Linked DNA regions of Mus musculus: region 1 is linked to region 2. A link is a contact called in public HiChIP or PLAC-seq data. All regions are on one chromosome and are shown on one strand. Each heading gives the region's core, a stretch centred on a gene start, on an enhancer-like site or on the middle of the called end of the contact. The rest is flanking DNA. Distances are from core to core; before and after follow the strand shown. Region 1 has its middle 7.3 kb from the start of Gm26435. Region 2 has its middle 120 kb from the start of Gm15521.

Region 1 (2,700 bases), core at 161-2,660, 530 kb after region 2:
CTGCTACCCTTTGCTAACCTCTGCCAATTTTGCTCCTCCCATGCTCCAGCCTGCTGTGCTTTGTCACTGCCCAAGCACAGGTAGTCACCTGGTGCAGCAGATGTCCCCAATGGCCATAGTACAGATGTCCCCAGGCATCTCTCTGTATGGGCCTCTTTCACACAGCTGATAAGGAGGGCTTTCCAAATACAGATCCATCATGCCCTTCTCCTACTGAGGAACCCAGGAGGCTGCCGTATAGAATATGGTCCAAACTCTTTAGCGTGACATAACGAACCTCCGCAATCTATCTTCTCCTCAATTCGCCAGATTCCTCTTTCACGCTTCTCCCCCGCTCTCATGCTACACTTGCCGCTTGTCATTTTCTCCATGCAGAATGGCCTTTTCCAGCTGCTCTGGGTCTGGACAAGCTGTATTCTCTGCATGGCATTCTGACACCCAGCTCTTATGTGGCCTCCTCTGATAGCCCTCACAGTAGACAAGGGAAAAGGCTTGCCTTTGAAAGTCTTCTGTTGTGATAGCCAATGAGAGGATAATCAGCTTCACGGGTCTTAGAATCACTTAGAGACAAAGCTTGTGAGGGAGCTTCTAGATAGAATTGGGATGGGAAGACCCACCCACAGTGTGTGCAGCCCAATTCCATAAGCAGGTTCCTGAGCGAATATAAAAGAGAAAGCCGGCCAAGCTTGGCAGCTCTCTGCTTTCTGACTACAGAGGCAATGTGGCCAGCTGCCACCATGATTTACCAAATGTGATGGACCATATACCTCAAACCATGTTCCAAAATAACCCTTCTTCCCTGAAGTTGCTTATGGCAAACATCACAACATCGAGGAGAAAAGTAACTTACATGTAGTAATACCCTAAGGGAGCCTGTTTTAATAAAACCCAGAACAAAGGTGGCTTCCACCAGGGAAAATGGGTTGTACCTGGCCCACTTTGACCGTGTGATTCTCCTCCTTCTCTGAAACACCCCCCCCAACTGAACTCCTTGTCGTTCGTTATACCTTAATAATTTTCTTTGCTTTCCACTTCCCTTTTGTTTCAGTTCCCAGGGAATGAACATCAGCCAAAAAATTAAGCAGCTGAGGGGACTCCACTTGTACCCTAAGTAAATGTGTGGGCTCCCTGATGCCAACGTCATCTCCCACCTCTGTTTTGGGCTTTATTAAAACAGGATCTCACTTAGGATGTTTTTGCCTCGGTTTCCAGAGTGCTGGGATTTCCAGCCTGTGCTGCACTGGGCCACCTTACCCTAGTTACTTGTGCTTTTGAGCCCAGAGGCTGTGAATTATTGCATTGATTAGACATAGGCATTCTTCACAGCCTCTCCCTCCTACCCTCCCCCAGCCTCTGCTAAGAATAGTTCTACACTGGCCCTGCTGAAAGCCTGAAGTCGGCTGCTGTCCCACCCCACTGTCTAAGAAGAGGGCGGCTCTCATCAGCAGCTGAGGCTGTGTTGTTCTGACATTGTCACTCCTCTTTCCCGTCAGTCTTTCTTCCCCTTTCCACACAGGCGCTTCATCTGCTCCTCCTTTGAAAGAGGACTCTTGCAGCACGTTCTCTCCACCCGACAGGTGTGGGGAATGACCCGGACCCTCCACTGGGGGCCGTTTGCTTTGATGCTGTGGCTTTATAGAGCATCATTTGTATTCAGCCCTTCCCTCCTGCTCTTGCCCAGTGTGTTTTGATGAGCTTCTCTCTGCACTCATATTGTCTCAGTCGTTAACCACCCATTTGCAAGTCTGTAATTTACTTTTGATCATTCATTTTATGAGGCACACAGGGTAAAAAGCAGATCCTGTGCCTCTCTTCCTTCTTCCCCACTTCCTCAGTCTGGTTCGAAGCTAAAGACTCTCCCGTTCACATACTCCATGACTTTATCGGGTCGCGGAGCCCTGAGCCACCTTGACCTCTAGGAGAGGTCTTCTTTGTGATTCTCCCTTCCGAGCTGGTTCATTAGCTCACCCCTGCCTGCTCTTTGGGGATCCGCTTCTCTGGGAAATGGAGTCATTGGTGCAGGCAGTTCTTTGTGAGTTTATGTATATGAGAGTCCTGACAGCAAGAGGAATGTCTAGCAGAATGGATAGAATTGTTATGCCAAGAGCTAAGCCCCGAGAGGAGCTACAGTAATGCCTGGGGCCCAGCAACTCCAGGCCAGCTCATATTCTACAGCCATCTTTTGTATGGACAGAAACAGTCTCAGCCCAGGATAAGAAGCTGCCAGCCCCACCGAGCAGGAGCTCTAAAGTCATGGCTGCATGAACATCCTTTAAGTGAACATCAGCAGTAGATAAAGTCCAACTCCTCTTCTCACTGACCAGAAAGGTCTACTTGAGCTCAGTGTCTGGGGCTTGGTTCCCAAGGCATTCGTTTTCTGCCTTTTTCTCAAGGCAAGCTTAAACAGCCAGCGTGGAAAGGTGCCCTCATATGTATTCTCCATTGTAAAGGCCTTCATGAAAACGTCTCTGACTGATGTAGTCATGGCAAGTCTATGAAGCCTGAATTCAGTGATGGGTGTGCCAATCACATCCACCCCAGACAGCCTTCTATGCATGTGCAGGCACTATGCTGCCTATTGGCTTCCTTCCTTTCATAGCTCTTACACCTTCCTAAGTAGCGCCATTTCTCTGATCACACGTTGCACGCTTTCCCCTTTATATTCCAAAGTGGGAGCTTTTGAAAATGAAAGCAGGCCTG
Region 2 (2,899 bases), core at 135-2,634:
GAAGATTCTGGAAAGCAGTCTCTCCTTACATGGCACATTCTACAAAGGCTGATTAAAGAATTAGAATGTCAATGGTTACGGGGAGGTTGGAATGACGAAGGCATTGCATCTGCTTAAAAAGTGTCTTGGACTATCTTTAGCCCTCTAAGGAGCCCACATTTATAACTGACCTAACATTTCAGTGACTATCACCTGAGGCCTTTCAAATGCATTAACTTAGCATTCAACTACATCCCACCAACCCGAGAGCTAAGAACTTTATTATATACCATCAAGAACTATGGCAGCGCTTTCTCTGCTTTGCTGCAACCTATGACCACCAATGTAGTTTTTAAAAGTGTCTTGATTTGTGGCTGTCTTTGTTCTTTGGTTTTGCAGCAAGGAAATTTATTGAAACTGTTGCCATGCCAAAACATCGAATTTTGAGTACCCCTGAATCTGTGTTTTGGGGCTATTTGGCTCTATAATAAACTACCTCTTTCAGATGAGAACTGTTTTTGCTGTTTTTACGCTATCAGTTATAATTGAGCCAATAAACATACTACCTGCTTATTGGGAGGGGGTTAGGATGTGATTATCCTTAGGGTCAGGGGGAGGTTCTTAAGAGCTCTCCTAAGATATCCTGGTGAACATCTGCCAATCACCTATACCAATGATGACCCCTAAGTTCCCCCAAATTCCTGTGAGAAAATATAATCTCTTTGAACATTAAAGACAGGTTACCAGTCAGTAACAGGCAAGGTTAGGTTCCCTAAGAGTTTGTGAGCTTGCTCCACAGACTCTTTGGGAAGTCAAATTACTGAAGATAGGGTCTGGTACATCATAAGAGAAAAGGAAAGACGGTAAGAAAAAAAATATAAAGAAATGGATACGATCTGAGGGCAAGGTGGGAAGGAGACAGGTGCAGGAGACAAACACAGACCGAAGCTGAGTCCAGAAACACTAGGGCTGTCTACCAGCTACAGTAGTCTAGAGGGGGTAAGCACTGCATAAGATTCTCTTGGAGTTTTACTGGCACAGCCTAGCTGGAAAGAGAAAGGAGGGTGTGGAGCATAGCTTTCTAGATCTACCTGGACTTTGAGCATCAGAAATTCTTCAGGGAATGGGACACTGACAACAGCGGCCAATGTCTAGCCAGGCGAAATGGTGGGGGTATTTTGGACGTCTTCTGAGGGCCAAGAGAAGAGGTTTGGGGTCTGCTGAAAGGGTCCTCCATCTTCGCCTTTTTTTCCTTCGGCTATTCAACCGCCAAGAGGGTCTCTGGAGCCCCTCCGGATGCAAACTTCCCCCCAGGCAGCCTGTGGAAGTAGTCCATCACAGCCAGCCTCCAGCGTGGTTCCCCAGCCTGGCCAGCTGGCAGGAAGGCTGCCGAGGCAGCAGATCTGGCGAGAGACTCCTCAATCACATTTACATGTACGTGGTGCAAAAAGGGAAAGATAGGGGGGAAGGGAAGCCCTCCGGAATCCAAAAGGAAAGTCAGTAAGTACTCCACAATAAAAAAAAAAAGAAGAGAGTCAGCCACCAGCTTGATTTGTCTCGGATGTTCTCAAATCGCTGTCCTTAAAAGCTCTGCTTCCCCATCTTCCTTCTCCTCCCGTCATCCAATGCCTGAAGAAAGTCTCTAATTTTGCTTTAATTTGTGCCTTGGTTGCAAGAATAAAACAGAGCGTCACTGAAGCTCCGGCCCCTCCCCCTTGGCACTCTGCAGCTGCACTTCCTCAATGGCCCGATGCCGCCTTTCTCTCCCACCACTCCAGGTTCTTTGCCGAAGGAACCAAGCACCAGGCTTAGGGCGGCTTCCAAACAGACAGGCATCCAACGGTTGCCTTTACCCCTGTGAGCCCCTCAAGCTTCTCAGGAATGGGGGTGCAGATTCTGGTTAAGGGAAGAGCAGAGTGCAAGGGCCTGTTATGGTGTGGATACTGGAATCTCTCAAAACGTCAGTTAATCTTGGGCATCTTGCCAGGAATCGCGTGGAAGGAGATAGTAACAAATTTGGGTGTTTACATCATTTTTCAAGTAAAAGAATAAACACAGGCAGCCTCCTTATTTTCTTACACTTAAATCCTTTTGGAGTATCTGATGACATTGTTTCTCTGTTGGTTCCCAGGTCTCAAGAGTTTTGGTTTTCAAATACAGCCCTGGCTTGAACCAGAGGTGCCCTCAGGCAGAACCCTCCCTTCCAACCCTCAGGGAGGCTAATTTACTTCCCTTTTAGTAGCTTCCATTCTTGTCTCTACCAAGAAGGAGCACTGAAAAGCACTTCTAATTAATCTTTGTAGATTGCTATGCGATCCTGGGGGCTAAAGGCAGAGTATTATTAGAAAGTGCTGGCTGGGTGGGTAGCGGTCATAAAAAAACTAGGTGCTGACCAGATCACTTTTCAAGACATCACAGGTATTGGGAATGGTTGCAAGTGGTTTTATGTGATTGGCTGCTTCATAAGTCCTCAAGAAAATCATAGGGCAGCCACCTGGAGACATGAGCTCCACTTCTCTCCAGCAGGTGTCAGCACAAAGGATTTGTAGCCAGTTAAGCCTTGGCCTTTTTACTTCCACTAACCCCAGTGTACAATAGCCTGCCCTCACCCCCAGCTTTGCTTCCTGAAGCTTTACCTCTTGTGGCTTGTCATCACCACCATCACAAGAAAGTGAGGGTGTTAGCTTTTCAGCTAGTCACATCTGCACAGGCACATACAAGAAACCATATTCACATACTTTCCACTCCAGGATGACAGGGGTTTTAGTGTCTCTTAAAAGATTTATTTCATCGTAATCATGATGTCTGAATGTAGGGATGTGCACATGAGTGCAGGTTCCAGCAGAAGGAAGAAGAAAATAACCAGTGCCCTAGAGCTGGAGTTACAGGTGCCTGGGAACAGGGCTGCTGAGAACAGAAT

Evidence for each region. HiChIP or PLAC-seq counts read pairs in DNA pulled down with a chosen protein or histone mark.
Region 1: an H3K4me3 HiChIP or PLAC-seq map of embryonic basal ganglia shows a contact between it and region 2, with 5 times the contacts expected there. The contact joins two enhancer-like sites. A contact is called at or near these places in 1 of 39 promoter capture datasets (cranial neural crest), 3 of 484 Hi-C or Micro-C datasets (epidermal suprabasal cells, myocytes and nephron progenitors), 2 of 115 datasets of contacts at active chromatin or transcription factors (embryonic basal ganglia and embryonic limb bud) and 1 of 9 other capture datasets (embryonic stem cells).

Annotation. Positions count from the first base shown.
Region 1 is chr9:30,283,276-30,285,975 of GRCm38.p6, forward strand. No RefSeq gene overlaps it. Among named protein-coding and RNA genes, the nearest start is that of Gm26435, 7.3 kb to the right of the region's middle. Within about 2 kb of position 1,411, at least 37 of the 459 cell types and tissues checked have an H3K27ac peak or open chromatin away from gene starts, as enhancers often do. A contact at or near this core is called in embryonic basal ganglia, where this site is marked.
Region 2 is chr9:29,749,082-29,751,980 of GRCm38.p6, forward strand. It overlaps a transcript of Ntm not described here. Among named protein-coding and RNA genes, the nearest start is that of Gm15521, 120 kb to the left of the region's middle. Within about 2 kb of position 1,385, at least 54 of the 459 cell types and tissues checked have an H3K27ac peak or open chromatin away from gene starts, as enhancers often do. A contact at or near this core is called in embryonic basal ganglia, where this site is marked.